Linked DNA regions of Sus scrofa: all the other regions are linked to region 1. The links are chromatin contacts, called in public Hi-C and HiChIP or PLAC-seq maps. All regions are on one chromosome and are shown on one strand. Each heading gives the region's core, a stretch centred on a gene start, on an enhancer-like site or on the middle of the called end of the contact. The rest is flanking DNA. Distances are from core to core; before and after follow the strand shown.

Region 1 (5,018 bases), core at 1,240-3,739:
TTAGCCATTCAAACTCCCAGAGCAACTGAGCAAATATTCTTGAAAGATTCCGCCCCTACACTGTTTTTCTTTAGGGGCTGGGAGGGACAGGACAGGTCATTTTTTATGTAGAGTTGACAATAAGTATTAGATAAAACAGCATTTCAAAGTTATTGCTACGAAATGATTTCTTATTTAGATGGCAATGGAGCTAGAAGCTTCTGGGAAACAAGCAAATTGTGAAATGCTCAATTTTCTATCTGACAAAAGGAGGGAAAAAAGAGGGACACTAGAGCCACTGAAGAGACAAAAGGTATTTTCAATAGAAAGCAGTTCCCATTATATATCCTTTAAGGACAACTTTTAAATGCTATTAATTGCATTTTTCAATTCTGTAATTCTGGGCACGTTTACTTAAATTAGTTACATGCCAGGTAATTCAAATGATGTTAAGTGAATACCAAATGAAGATTAAGCATACACATCCTAGTCACTAAAAAAACTAAAAATCCTAGTCACTAAAAATTTAAGAGGTAGAAATTTGACCAAAGTCTAGCTTTTTAGAACTTGAACGGATCTGAGTCATCCAACCAAATTAAATGACCTGCCCAGAGCCATAATGGTACTTTGTGGCACAAAATCTTTATCACAGGATACCACAAATTTTGCCCATCACTAAGTGCTTTTTTTTTTAAAATAACGTTTTTCAGTCTGGGAAAACAACTTTTGCTTGGAATGTTTTAGGAAGGTGCCAATTTCAATTACAGGAAACATTAAGCTAGGTCTGAGATTGAAAGTATAAGAATCACACTTTCAGTTTGACTTAAAATATTCTTGGGCAGAAGATAATAATGTAAGTAGAGGAAGGCAAAACAGGTCATATAACGTCAGTACAAGGTGAGAAAACCAGTAAGGTATAAAGAAAACAGGTAAATTTTTACCTACAGTGAGAAAACAAAGTTTGTGTTCGCTTCTATTAACTCAAGACGAAATATCCAGGAAATTGCCTCACAGACTGCGTAGGAAAAGTCAATTTTAAGACTAAATTGCTGTTCGGAATAGATGGCTTAACACCCTCTCACAATATAAATCACAAAAGCTACTTAACTCCGTTTTTCCAGTGTTTTACCCCTCACATTTCATCTTGGTTATTTTGACTTTTATCTTTTTTTTTTTTTAACTTTTATTTTCAAAAATTCACCCGTCTCATGAAAGATGTCAGACAGGCCAAAGCTGATCCCCAGTGAAACAGGTGGTCTGTACTGCACGGCATGCCCCATCTTCTCAGCCACATGACCCTTTTCCTCTTAACCTTGTTTCGGAAATATTATTTCCGGTGCCGCAGATGGCCCTACATACGTCTGAAAAAGCCACTCCAGAAATATTGAGAATACTTTGCCACATTAGACAGGGTGGTAGAGATCGAAGGAGGTTAGGGAGAGAGGAAACTCGAGCCCGGAAAAGCAACGCGTCAGGAAGGCAGAAGCTCTGCTCAACGCCCACCGCTTAAATGTCACTCGGTCTGTTCGTGTGCTATCACCCACGAAGGGCTAGGCGGGCGGCCAGGCGCTGCCGCCGGGAGCCGGGCTCGGAGCACGCGGCGCGGGCCAAGCAGCCACAGCTTCCAGCGCTGGGGGGGTGTGGGGGGTGGACCAGACTGACCCCTCGGCGGCTCCACCCCGCGGCGGGGAAGGGAAGTAAAGGCTGAGCGGTGAGGCACAGGCGGGGAAGGCGCGGGCGGGGCTGGGCCTAATCACATGGCGCAGACGGCGCAGGCCGCCCGGCATCTCTTTCTTTCTCGAACCTCCGTTCCCATCCCGCCCCACCGCAGGCCCCTCCCGGGCATGGGCCCCACGCAGGATGAGGCCTCCAGCGCCTCGCAGAGACACTCACTTTTCGCCGGAAGCCACCAGCTCCTTGCCCTCGCTGTTGCCGAACCCGTCCGTTTCCCCCGGGCTGTCCTTGGGGCTGGGCGCCGGCGGGGCCGCGGGCGGCGACGCCCCGGGCTGCTGCTGCTGCTGCGTGCCCCCTTTGCCCAGCTCCTGCAGGATCTCCGAAGGGGAGCTGGACAGGCCCCTCGCGAGGGGCCCCGCTGGCCGGCCGCCCCCGCCCCACCACGGGTGGAGCCGCGCGGCGGCCGCAGGGCCCGTTCGTCCCCCGCCCCGGGAGCGCCGGCACAGGGTGGCGAGGGGCTGCGCCCGCCTCAGAACCGCGCAGGTAGCGGCGGGCGGCCGCAGGAGCAGGTTCCGCAGCATCGCCGAGCCTCGCAGCCGCATCATGCCGCCGGGTCCGTCAGCGCTCGCTCAGCAAGGGAGGATGCTCCGGGCGTGGGCAAGCCGCTCTCTGAGAATGCGGTCTCCGACCGGACGACGAGAGGGCAAAAGAGGACAGGGGCAGTGACGTGGGTGTGGTTCCGGCTCCGGCAACCGCCGACGCTGCTGCTGCTGCTGCTGCTCCGGAGACTACCCGCAGCCACTTCTGCTCCCAAACGAGGAGGGACCCGCACTGAGACTGAGGCGCAGGGGCGGGCCGGGGACATTCCGCGCTCACCCTCCCGGGGGCGGGAGGACGCTGGCGGCCTGCCCCAGTCGCCGGTCCCGATTGGCTCAGATCCTCGACCTCGCTTCTGATTGGTGGGTGTAGCAGTCACATTTCTCTCCCCGCCCGTTGCGCGGAGTCAGGCGGGGACTGGCGGGGGGCGGGGAGAGGGATCAAACTGACGTGCGAAGCAGGGTAGCCAGGCCGGGCTCTAGAGTAGCCCCTTCCTCCTCGCCTCGTCAGCCCTGAGGCTACCCTCGTGGGGAAAGTGGGGGCTCAACGGTCTCGTCTTTTACGAAGCAGATGGACTCCTGGACTCTAGGGCCTCGAACTGTTTGGGAGACTGATGGGCAGGAGCCTTATGCAGCCGGAGGGCCGGCGGTCAGTCAGTGGGCTTGGCCCGCGCTGGCGTCTGGCCCAGCTGTCGAAGCTCGGCTGGTCCAAGCTTGCTGCTGGCCCGGAGCTAACTGGTAAGGGCGTGTGGCGACGCCTCTGAGGGCATCGATCCCCAGAAGGCAGACCCAGACGAGCTTTGCTCTCTGCCCAAATGTTCCTATGGTTGGCGACTGCCCAGATGTGAAATGTTTTGGAAAAAATGAGCAAAATCCTTTCAGCTATGCGACTTAGCCATTTGGAGGGCTGGAGTTCAGGGGAGGACCAAGAGAAAGGGGGAAATTCCTGAACACCACTGCTTCCCTTTTTAAAAATTACTGTTTAAAATGTACACCTACATCTCAAAAAGATTTTTTAATAGCAGCGATTCCCTTAACACTCGTTTGCTTGAAAGCAAACTTGTAGACACTTTTCTATTCTAAAGCTGCTTGATTGTCATAAGATAGAAGCATCCAGATACTAGGTCTTTAAATCGTTTCAGCTGTTTTGATCCATTTATCTTTGAGGACCGGTAGGAAAAGAACCAAGGAGCTGATAAACTCTGAATTTTTCTTTGAACTTACATCTACAGTCCACTCCACGCGAAAAGAAAAGCTTTTAGAGAGTTTACCAAAACAATTAGGTTTATATGCATAGATTCTTAAAGGTTAATAGGATGATTTTTATGAAAAGGGAAGGGTGTATGACAGGTGCATCATTAACTGATCATCAGATTTAGTAATCTGATGAATCTTAAAATACTGCACTAGATTAGTCATTGGAAATCTGACTGTACCTACAGGTTATGTGACCTTTTGCATGCCACAGTCTTGCCATGTTTAAGTTTTTTCTATCTTTAACTAGAAGCACGTGGAAAAATCTATCATATGTAAAGCAAGTAATCACACTTATTAAAAGACTTGCAAATTGTTTAGAGGATTTACTACTACTTAATGTTACCTGTCACTAAAATTTGTTAAAGAGTCAAGGTAACAATATCTTCAGGAAAAGGAACATTAAGATTTGGAGGAAAGGTAACAAATACTTCTTCTCCATAACCTTTCCAGTCTGACTTATCAATGACATAAACCTGAATATTGTCCCATCTCTTAGATATAACCACTTATCAGTTTCTACTGCCTCCTTACTCTCAACCACATTCAAGCTATTGACAAATCCAGTTATTATTTTCTGCTGGTTTTTCTTAGTTTCTTTAATTTCCCAATGAAAATTCCTTTCAGCGTTCTAAGGTTTAAGTGTAGTATACTTAACAATATAGAAAGCAAACCTAATAATAGATTATTTTCTAGAGTTTCTGCTTCGAAGGATGAGCTAGTGAGAATGGGCAGATATTATTCCTAACATGTAGGAGAATTTACGAATCTGCTGAAATTTAACCCCTTGTTTTAGAAGACCAGTGAAAAGTTAGCAAATTGAAAATAATGTAAATTGAATTAAATACTTTCATTTAATACTTTCAATTATTTTCTTTACCTTATATAATTTTTAAACATCTTTAGTTTTTTTAATCAAATAAACTTTTGAACTATGAACTAGAATTAATTACTATTTTGTTAGGTTAATTATGCACCTATTAAATAATAACATCATATAAAATAAAGTCTATCCCTATACAAGCATTTTATATCATACAATAGTCTATCAAAATATGTGCAAATAGAAGACAGCTCTTCTGTTTATCATGTACTTGGGTTGTCAGAGCCACTCTTAGACTTCCTCTTTACTGCTAGATAAGTGTAGCGATCTTACAATGGATTGTGGTTTCATAGCCACTGAGAAGGTAATTAGCTATAGAAAGGAAAAATTGGAATTTATGCTCTTTGTTTTCATCCTAACTAGAAGAACAGTTCCTGAGCTTCTGTGTTCTTTTGAAGATTTTTAGAAAAGGCTAATGTTTCAAGATGACAATGTAACCTGGGTAAAAGTTCCAGATCTTACCCTTCAAAATAACGAAAAGAGTATTATTATTTTTTGACCTAGAGTTAAATAGAAAATAATTCTTCTTTGACTAACAGCTTAAAAGAGTTGCCTAGGGGTTTTTGTTTGTTTGTTTTGTTTTTGGTTTTGGTTTTGGCTTGTTGGAAGTTCTTTTATTTAGAGAATAGAGT
Region 2 (5,018 bases), core at 1,656-4,155, 800 kb before region 1:
CGGCATTGCCATGAGCTGTGGTGTAGGTTGCAGACTTGGCTCGGATCCCACATTGCTGTCTGTGGCTGTGGTGTAGGCCGGTGGCTACAGCTCTGATTAGACCCCTCACCTGGGAACCTCCATAAGCCGCGGGAGCAGCGCCAGAAAAAGGCAAAAAGACAAAAAAAAAAAAAGAATTATTCACTAAAGTCTCCATTCACCATGTTCAAGTTACACAAAAACTGACTTACGAGACAGTGCATGAATATTCCCCCTTACTAAAGTAAAAATACCTATTCTGAGAGAAAATTTGAAGTTACTAGACCTAAAACATTTAACTTTCACTTAGTTCAGGTATGAAATAAATGTTTGCAATATTCAAATTACCATTATTGAGAGGTATGCCTTTCTTCAAAAGCTACTTTTCTTGGATTCAACCAGAAATTAAGGGCCTTCCAAGGGGTCAGACTATGCTGGATGTGTTACTTTAGTAAGTAAGGCATAATTATCCCCATTTTACAGAGAAGGAAGGTCAAAAAGTTTAATAACTTCCAGATCACACCGACTTCTAACCGAAGTTAGAAAATAGTTTCTTTGGTTTTGAATTTCCCTTTGAATTATACGCCTTGGTCACTATGCTCCTTAAAAATCCTACAGACCAGCTATGGCTACTGAACTTAGTTCTTCCATTTTTTTTTTGATGAACATGTCTATGTATCTTCCATGACTACAAAATTTGAAATAACTGAAATAAGATGCTGTTTACAGTGCATAAAATAAATTTTAATGCAATGGATGAGATACTCTGGCTGCCAAAAATCTTTAATTATGCTATTTCTCACATACCCTCCCAGGTAGGAATTCTCTTTTGTGCAAGTTAAAGATGTGGTTTAAAAAACACTACTGGTGTCATAGTGAGTCAGTGTACAGGAATAAATGTTTAGGTCCTGACTCTCACTTCCTTCTTTGATAATACTCTGCCTCACTTCCTGAAGATGTGGTAAGACCTGTAAGATAATATCAAAGGGCTCTACGTTCCTACTTTCAGGGTGATCCAACACTTTGAGATGCTATCTACTAGGCCAACATCAATCTCCACTCACTTTTCCTATAACTATGAGCAATAAATTATTATAATTCTATTAACCACAAAGCTTCCAAAATCTGCTTTTAAGATCCCTTTCTCATATTTTAATCTTCCTAAGAAAAAGACTGGATAAATTTTTAAAAGGTTGCACTAAACTATTTTTAAAAGCCAATCTGCCCACTAACTCTTTTGGATAGAAGTATCATTGACATCTTTCTGCCAAACATTTTCTGCATATCATTTTGGTTTTTGTACAACATTGCCCTTACAGCAGTAGTCATAAGAAATCATTTTCCAGAATGTGCCTTACAGATACTGTAAACCTCTCCTCTTTCACATCCATGTACAAATTCGATACACCACAAAACTGCTAAATTCTCCAACTACAACCTCAATTTACATCCACACTGTCTAAATGAGTACAAATAAAATACTGGCAAGACATCAAGTCATTAAAAGGGAAAAAAGGTTGGAAAAAACTAAGTGACAGCTGTATTAACTTGATTTTTAACAATCTATTAAAAAGACTCAATAATCCCTGAACAGTATTTAAAAATCTGTAAACTGAGGGTGGGGTTGTTTAGATTCTCAGTTGAAATTGCTTTTAAAGGCTTAGGTGTTACAAACCAATGCTGTCCACCAACTGAGGTTAACATCGAAGGGGGCTCAAAACTTCTCGGAGTGGCCCCGAGGAAAAACAACACGAAACTTTAGAACTTGCCACGGTCCTGGGCGTCAGTCAATTTCGATTTCCCAGACTTCTACTTAGGAGACACTCTCAACCCCTTCCCCAACCCCTTTATGAACACCTACCCTCTGGTCAACCGAATAATATCCCCCGGCTGAATGAGACCTCCGATTTCATCCCACACGGAAATAGTGATGCTGCCCGTTTTATCTGCTACTTTGCATGATCTCACTTCATGGCCGTCTTTGGTTTTGGTCACGCGTCCTGTGGGGATTTAAAAAATCAAAAGGGGGAGGGGTGTATTAGAAAATGAGTACTTCCAAAAAGCTAACTCCTCCTCCGGGATCAAAAGGCGTCTGAAAGGTGGGAAGAGATCGAGCCCCGGGTTCTCGCCCGCAGGTAGGCTACAGCCCCAGCAGGGGCCAACGGAGCCACGTGGATGGGGGAGGGGAGAGAGAAGGTAGGGAAGGGGGAGGGGAGCCCCCGGCTAGCGGCGGCAGCGCCCTTCCCTCTGGCCCCGGGACGCACTGCGGGCGGCGGTGTGGGCTGTGGACCCCACTTACCTATCTCCAAGACAATAAAGACGACATTTAAGTTTTTCAGTCCGGGCTTAATATCTTTTATAAAAAGAGGGGGGTCGTTGACCCCGTTCATAATGAGGCAGGTGCGGCTACGATGCGGAGACTCGAGTGGGCAGGGAGCCGGACAAAGCTTCCCACCACCCCCCTGGGCCAGGTGCGAGGGCGGAGGGGCGACCTTGGGCGAGGATGGCAAGAGAAGGGGCAGAAAGAGGTTAGTCAGGGACGGAGGAAACCAGCTCAGAAGACACTGAGCCGAAAAAAACTGGGGGAAAAAAGCGCTGACAAGTTTAAAAGAAAAAAACACGAACCACTCCGCACCCCGACCCCGCTCCCAACCAGGCGACAGGAAGGCAAGCGTGAGAACTGCCCCTTCTTTGGATAAAAGGAAGAAAAAAAGGCAGCGAGAAGATGCCTCTGCCCTGAGTCCTCTCACACACACACACACACATACACACACACACACAGGGGCGCGTGCCCAGCCTGTCCCGAGCTCCAGGGAGGGAACAGGCTTTGACTGCGAAGCCAGAGCAGAGACCAAGCTTCCGCGCACCCAGCGTCCCAAACAGCGACTGCAGAATGCGCCCGCGCACCGGCTGGACCCCCGCGTCGCCCCGCCCCCTTGTTACGACACACGGCGTCGGGCACGCCCGACGCTCCGCCCTCTAGGCTCTGGAAAGGGGCAGCCAAGGGGCGGAAACAAGCAGACGACGCCCGCTCAGCCTCCTTAGCTCCTCCCCTGGGCTGTCAGTGCGGACCCCGCCCTCTCAGCCGTCCAATCGGCTCTGAACTCCGACCCATTCTCCTCCTGCTTCCGCCGTCGCCGCGCGGCGTCTATTTTGCCCTGCCTAGTCTTCCTTTTTCAGGCTTCTACTACTCACTGTCCAGTTTCTGGTTTTCTTGCATATTGTCCCTCAGATTTCAGTCCTTCGCCCCTGCTTTTTAGTTTCGCGGTCAAGGAGAACGGTTGCTGTGTTTTAGAACGCAGTGGGTACGTCAAAAAGTATGCAGGAGAGGAAGAACAAGGTTCAAGCAAGTGTGGCTGGTCTGGTTGAAAGAAAATAAAAGGTAGGGATGGGTCCTTAGCAGCGAGGCTGGAATTTTAAGACCAGAGGGCAAAAGAGTTCCACTCTACTGCCTCATTTTAAGCTTATTGAGAGCAGGAACTGTGAGGTGGCTTGCTGAAGGTCACTCAGCAACTTTATGAGCAAGCAGGACACAAACACAAGTGACCTAGCCTTGGTGCTTTTCACTCTGTAATACTAGGCAGATAAACAAGAAGTTAAATTCCTTTGCAAACTTAACTATTTTTTCTTGCTCCTCTCAGATTACACTCCCCATTTTGCTTTTCTTCTCTACGTTCATTTTATTAATAGTCTGTTTTTAGAGCAGTTTTATGTCTACAGCAAAACTAAGAGAGGAAGGTACAGAAATTTCCCATATGCTCTCTATCCCCACACATGCGTGACCTCTTCCCATTATCAATGTCTCCCCCAGAGTGGTATGTTTGTTACAGTTGATGAACAACATTAACATATTATTATGCAAAATCCTTAGTTTACCTTAGGGTTTGTTCTTGGTATTGTACATTTTATGGTTTTGGACAAATGTATAATGATACGTATGCAAAATTAATAGTATTATACAGAGTAGTTTCATTGCCCTAAAAATCTTGTGCGCCACCTATTCATCCTTCCCTTACCCCTCATCCTTGGCAACCACTAATATTTTTAGGCTTCATTTTCCAGTATGTCACATAGTTGAAATCATACAGTATGTAGCCTTTCATAATGGCTTTTTTCACTTAGAAATGTGCATTTACATTTCCTCCCTGTTTTTTTCATGAGCTATCAAGTTTTGTATTTGTTTTTGTACATCCGAAACAATCATATAACAACAGTGGGAAACCCTGAAACATAAGCTGAGGTGGGGGAAAGTTTTATTTATGTGGTGTAGTGAGAAACGCATGTAGTTTAGAAACAAACCTGGGCTTGAACTATTTACTAGCTATGTGACCTTTAGGACAGTTGATTACATTTTCTAGTCATAATTTAATCATACAAAAATAAAAGGATTCCTACCTTACTTACAGAGGATTACATGGGCTCATAAATTGTCCAGCTAGTCCCTAGCAAATAGTAGGTACTCAATAAATATTTCCCCTCGCCTAGTTTCTATGATTAAAGAAAAGGAAACAATAATAGCTTAAGATGTGATTACTTATTCATTTCATCAATCCTGTTGTGACTGCTAACTTTTATCTCCATTTTACAGACGGTAAATAAAATTCACCAGAGACCACATAGCCAGAGAAGGACAAGCTGGGTTTTGAATCTAGGCAATCTTGACCCCAGAGCCCTCCAGCCTAAAGGTAACTCTTAGACTAAAATTGCAGTGGTGGAATTATGAGTCAAAAACAGACTAAAGAAATAAAGTATTAGCAGCAAGATATATCCGTAAGGCTTTAGAGAATCACCTAATTAACTCTCTGAGATGGTAACAGATATGTTGAGAAGTGTATCAGAGAATTTGTGTGGCAGAAAACTTAATTTTTCCTTGAAGCTTTCTGAATATTTTTAGTTCAACCAGACCAATTCCCAAACATCTGCAAAGCAGCAGCTTAGATACATTACAGCACAAGAAATGAGTTTCAAAGATAATTACAACATTAGCAGGAGAAGCAAGA
Region 3 (5,018 bases), core at 1,001-3,500, 560 kb after region 1:
CCAAGCAGCAATCTGGGAATCTTTTTACACCACTATTATCCCCACTTCCTCCCACTTGCCTTCTACCCTAGGTAATATTTTAAATTAGACAAGATTGGGAACTTCTACCCAACACTAATCATGAGAGATTAGAAGCAAAGTGCTGTCACTTCTGTTTTTATCTCTAAACTCCAAATCAAATGAAAACATCTACATAGAGAGTTTTATTAGTTTCATTGTAAGGTTCAAAATACATCAACAAGGACATTTATTGAGGACACACAGCCACAAAAAAGTTCTCACATACCTCATTCTCACATTTAATAAATGAAAAAGACTTGTTTTTATTAATCACTTTATATAATATCAGTATATTTTAGGCAATTTATCTACAACATGAAGCATATTAAGACTATTTCTTTTTGGGGGGGTCTTTTTCATTTTTTTTAGGGCCTCACCTGCAGCCTATGAAAGTTCCGAGGGTAGGGATCCAATCGGAGCTTGTAGCTATGGGCCTACACCACAGCGACAGCAATGCCAGATCCAAGCCATGTTTGTGACCTACACTGCAGCTCAGGGCAAGGCTGATACTTAACCCACTGAGCAAAGCCAGGGATGGAACCCAAGTCCTCGCGCGGATACTAGTCGGGATCATTACCTCTGAGCCATGACGTGAACTCCAAGACATTTTCTGATTGGTTATCAGAGAAAGAAATAAATGGGGAACTAAATACATAACATATAACTTTATAACTTTTGTTTCACAGGCCTTATATATCAAGTAAGACATCATTTTCTTCAAAATTACCACAAGTATAGCTGTAATTTAAATCTATAATAAGATATTTCACATTAAATGACATAAGTCCAAGCTGCAATTTTCAACCAAGGGGTAATTTAGTCCAAAAGCTTGAAAAGAAATGGTAACTTATTCTATGAAAAAGTAAAATGTAACCTTATGCATTTATATAATCCTCTTCATGACTAAGAATTAACTTTCAAGAGTAGTATAAAGATCCACAAAAACTTAAAAATAAAGTAGGTTCTCAATTAGAATGCAAACAAATATCTGTGTTGAAAAAAGAAACTCTTCTATTGCTTTTTTTCTCCCTCTGTTGGGTATTTCACAAGGTCAAAAATGAGGTCACTTAGGTAATTTGTCAGTCAACAGTAGTTTTGTGGATTATTTTCATCATTAGACTATTACTAGGCTGAGCAGGGCTGATCTTTATCCACTTCTCTGGTTTGAAAGCTAGGAACGACAGGAAAAAGGCCAAAAAAATGTTTTATTTAACATGTGGGATGCACTCCAGTGGTCTATCCCTACAACCTTAACCCACTGTTCTTTTGAAGTGAACACCATTCACACAGTGGCAAACTTCTGCTTATTCAACATCTTAAAAATTACCTTTAAAACGAAAACCTCCAAAATACACACCTTGATTGTTTATATATGTTCTTCATGAATGTACTAAATAATCTAGGGATTTTCTTCATGCTCTTTGCATCTAACACAGTAACAGTATACATGATTCATCCAAACCCAAGTTAAATATTTTCCCCTCTGCTACTCTACTCTGGCCACACCATACACATCTCACAAAACTGCCTTTCAAAATGCAGAGAATTAAAAACAAGAAGGCAAAGACTTTTCTAAATATAGTCCCTTCATGTTTATTTTACATTCATCTAGTAGGTCACTAGCGGCAGCCAGCAGCTATGGACCCTTAGCTGCATCTCTCTAAGCAAAACCAAGGGGTGCCTGACAGCTACGCCATCTACCTGTTGAACTCGGGCCACTGCTCTCTCGACAACTGTCAGATCTAGCTTCTTCGACCTAGAAAGGCTAATGATCGAATAATAATAATAATAATAATAAAAAGTTGTTTGCCAATTTTTCTTCCTATCGTCTATTTCTTTCGGGTCGTTTCTGCGGATCCCAGGAAGACGGCAAGACTCGCGAGCTCCTCCGCCCGGCCAGTTGCAGCAGCGATGTGGGGCGGGGCGGACCAGGCCGGGTGGCAGCCTCGCTGCAGCGGACAGAGGTCATCGCAGGCCGGGCGGAGAGGCAAGGAGCCCTCCCGGCCCAGATTTACTCACCTAGTGTCCGGAGAGGTGAAGGGTGTGTACAGTTCGCCCAGCCTCGGGACCCAGATCCGAGCAGGAAAGGAGGTTGTGGTGCTGGGGCGAAGGGAGCTTACGGAGGAAAACGTATTACCTAAGCCGGGATGCGGAGCGCAGGAGGAGGCTGCAGTCTTTCCCTCCAGAAACGGAAGAGGCGGGGGAGGAGGAGGAGGAAAACGCAGAGGAGGAGGTGGCCGGGCGTGCGAGGCAAGCAGAGGGGCGCCAGGCGTCTAGCCGCAAGCTCAGCCCGAAGGCGAGGGGCGGGGAGCACGGCGGTAGCCAGCGGAGGGCGAGGCGCAGCCGGGCGGCGGGCTGCCTCGCTCGGCCGGGGATCGCAAACCACAGCATCCGCCAAGCCGCCGCCCACCCGTTTCCCCCGGGACCTTGGCGTGGAAAGGCGCAGTGACGCCTCGAGGCTCCCAGGGCAGGCGAGGGCATCCCACGCCTGCCTGCCGGAGCTCAAAGTCGGTAACGTCACAAGTGGGGCGTGATGATTCACAGGGGAGTGCCAGGAAAAAAAGGGCTCCTGGGTCACCTAATCCACTGTTTTTGTTTTGTTCTTGTAGCCGCCCACAAATTCGCATTTAATATCTTCCTTCTGCAGTCTTCCGCACCCTTTTTTGAGGATTACGGGTTTGACAGACGGGTTGGCAGCTTGAAAATGGACTTGCTGCTGGTGGCAATCGGGTTCCATTGTTCTAGTAGAAATGTCAAGTGTGCTGGTTGTTCTGCAAACCCTAGCAGCGTCTCCTGGACGCTTGACTTATGGGGTGTGGGCCTAGAGACACCTTGACAGGAAGCAGATCGTGGGCAGGGACTCTTCTCCCTTCCACCCTTTAAACTGTGGGATTCAGCTTACCCTAAATAAGGTTTTGAATGGGGGAAGAGGGGATAGGAGGAATGAGTTATGATGAGGGGAAGGGTAGATTTTTTAAAGGGCAATAGCGTTTTGAATAGAAGCGGTCTGGCGGTCAGCCCAGCAGGCGGAAGGCTGTTTGTGTGTGTAGCGGACCTTCTAAAGCCCTTCACGCATCCTTCCATTTCATAGCACACCTAGGAAATGATCTCAGCTGTTCAGGCAGGAGGGACTGAGCCTTTGCTCCTGGAGGGCAGAGGAGACCGCTATCCACATACCTATAACTCATTCCATGACATGACATTAGGAAGATCCAGTGTAAAGTTTTGGCCAGCAGGTTTTTTATCTACCTTTCCTCACACCACCCAGAACTGCCTCCTGAGTTGTTAAGACTTGGTCCTAAGAGCAGTGGCTTGCCATCCAAGACAGGAGCTGGGGGTAATACTCAACCCACAATGGTGCTTAAAAATTTACACCTCCAAAACTAACTCAACTTTCTGCTCCCAGCCTGCTTCTATAGTCTCTGAGACAACTCTTCCTTCCCTCCCCACCCCCTCCCGGTTATCAGACTGTACTTCACTGGTAAGTCCAGCTGATCAATTCTGTCCTCTCTCAGATTCAGTTTTTTTAGGTCCATCTCCTTAAGGCTCCTTAGGCCCATCCCCTTTGCTATTGTTTATTAATCACTCTCGTAATCATATCTAGTCTCATTTCTACCTCTGATGGAAAAAAATTAACAAATAGTTTGAACATGATATTTGGAAATAAAGAGGCAAATGCCAAACTAGTTAGAAGGCAAAGAATTTGCCCCTGGAGGAGCAGGAATTAGGGGAGGGGAGGGTGGAGCTGGAGAATGCTGTTTCTGTGACAAAGCAATATGAGTCTATGATCTGGATCTAGTCCATTTTCCACTTTGTTATCACAGAGATCATCTTACATCACACATCTCAATGGGTTGCTTGCTTTAAGGCCATCACGGGCTCCCAATCTCTGGTCATATGAAGAGCAAGCTCCTGGGCATAGCTTTCAAGGGCTCTCTCCCCATCCCAACTGTCAGTCCTGCCCCCTCAACAGTTGACATCCCATTTTACCACAGCACATCTAGTTTCCTAAGTACGAAAATTGGTTGCATTCCTCTATGGCTTTATACATGTTATTTCTTTTGCCTGGAATATTCTCTCTCTGCTATAACAATAGCTAATGGCATGAGGCCAAGTGCCTTTTGGTTTTATAGCTGCTCATTCTTACATCAACACTATGGTGGGATTACTATTATCTCAATGTAATGAAGAATAAAAGTGTGAACTTAGCTTAAGTAATTTGCTCAAATATGTAGCATGTAATGAGGTCAAATTTGAACCCAACAATAAAACTCCAGGACTCACATTATTTTACCTGTTCATGGCTTAAAAAACCTTTCTCAGACACTAAATATAAGCAGGATTTACAATTTTAAGTTTTTCACAAGTCTTAAATGTGCAAGGCAAAAATATAGCTGAACTACTTTTCATCTGAAAGCGTCAAAGGGCAAAATTACAAAGGAAAAGTGAGAGATTGGACTATAGAATTTTTGAGTTCTTTCATTGAAAAGACCCTTAGAATAAAATTAAAAGACAAGTAAAAATTATCCCAAAATGTGCAGTATCTATGAAAGGTAAGAGAGTACATCCTCATTTAATAAAAAGATCTTACAAAGATCACCTTGCTATAGAGAAGAAAATTGACAGAACACTGTAAACCAGCTATAATGGAAAAAATAAAAATCATTATAAGAAAAAGAAAATGTAAATATCCTGTTTTTAAAAATGGGCAAAAATATAAATTAGTTGTATTGTGAAAGAAAAATGCAAATAGCCAAACACTTTTAAGGGAAGTGAAAATGTAAAATGTAATGCACCTTTAAGTTGACTGAGAATAAAAGAATGCTCAGAGCTAGCGATTTGGGCCAGCGACCCCTGAGGCAGGATGTGTGGCAAGTGAGCATGCTCAGTGCTGAGAAGGACATAAATTGCTTCAATGTTTCTGGAGGGCAGTTTGGCAGAATGCAATAAAAGCCTCA

What was found. A called contact is a pair of places that touch in the nucleus more often than the background predicts. HiChIP or PLAC-seq counts read pairs in DNA pulled down with a chosen protein or histone mark.
Region 2: a contact with region 1 is called in an H3K27ac HiChIP or PLAC-seq map of alveolar macrophages. The contact joins the promoter of NABP1 here to the promoter of NEMP2 in region 1. A contact is called at or near these places in 3 of 47 Hi-C or Micro-C datasets (heart right ventricle, liver and mesenteric adipose tissue) and 2 of 2 datasets of contacts at active chromatin or transcription factors (alveolar macrophages and skeletal muscle).
Region 3: a Hi-C map of skeletal muscle shows a contact between it and region 1, with 3 times the contacts expected there. The contact joins the promoter of INPP1 here to the promoter of NEMP2 in region 1. A contact is called at or near these places in 2 of 47 Hi-C or Micro-C datasets (heart right ventricle and skeletal muscle) and 1 of 2 datasets of contacts at active chromatin or transcription factors (skeletal muscle).

Annotation. Positions count from the first base shown.
Region 1 is chr15:95,510,885-95,515,902 of Sscrofa11.1, reverse strand. NEMP2 (nuclear envelope integral membrane protein 2) reads left to right here and starts at 2,489. Exons shown (of 13, transcript XM_021076065.1): 1 at 2,489-2,612. GLS (glutaminase kidney isoform, mitochondrial) reads right to left here and starts at 2,489. Exons shown (of 18, transcript XM_021076049.1): 1 at 1,873-2,489. The coding sequence starts at 2,258.
Region 2 is chr15:96,311,771-96,316,788 of Sscrofa11.1, reverse strand. It overlaps NABP1 (nucleic acid binding protein 1), which reads right to left and starts at 2,905. Exons shown (of 6, transcript NM_001244491.1): 1 at 2,318-2,905; 2 at 1,880-2,018. The coding sequence starts at 2,408. LOC100516649 (a long non-coding RNA gene) reads left to right here and starts at 3,040. Exons shown (of 4, transcript XR_002339369.1): 1 at 3,040-3,400; 2 at 4,607-4,703.
Region 3 is chr15:94,954,062-94,959,079 of Sscrofa11.1, reverse strand. It overlaps INPP1 (inositol polyphosphate-1-phosphatase), which reads right to left and starts at 2,250. Exons shown (of 6, transcript NM_001245012.1): 1 at 2,080-2,250.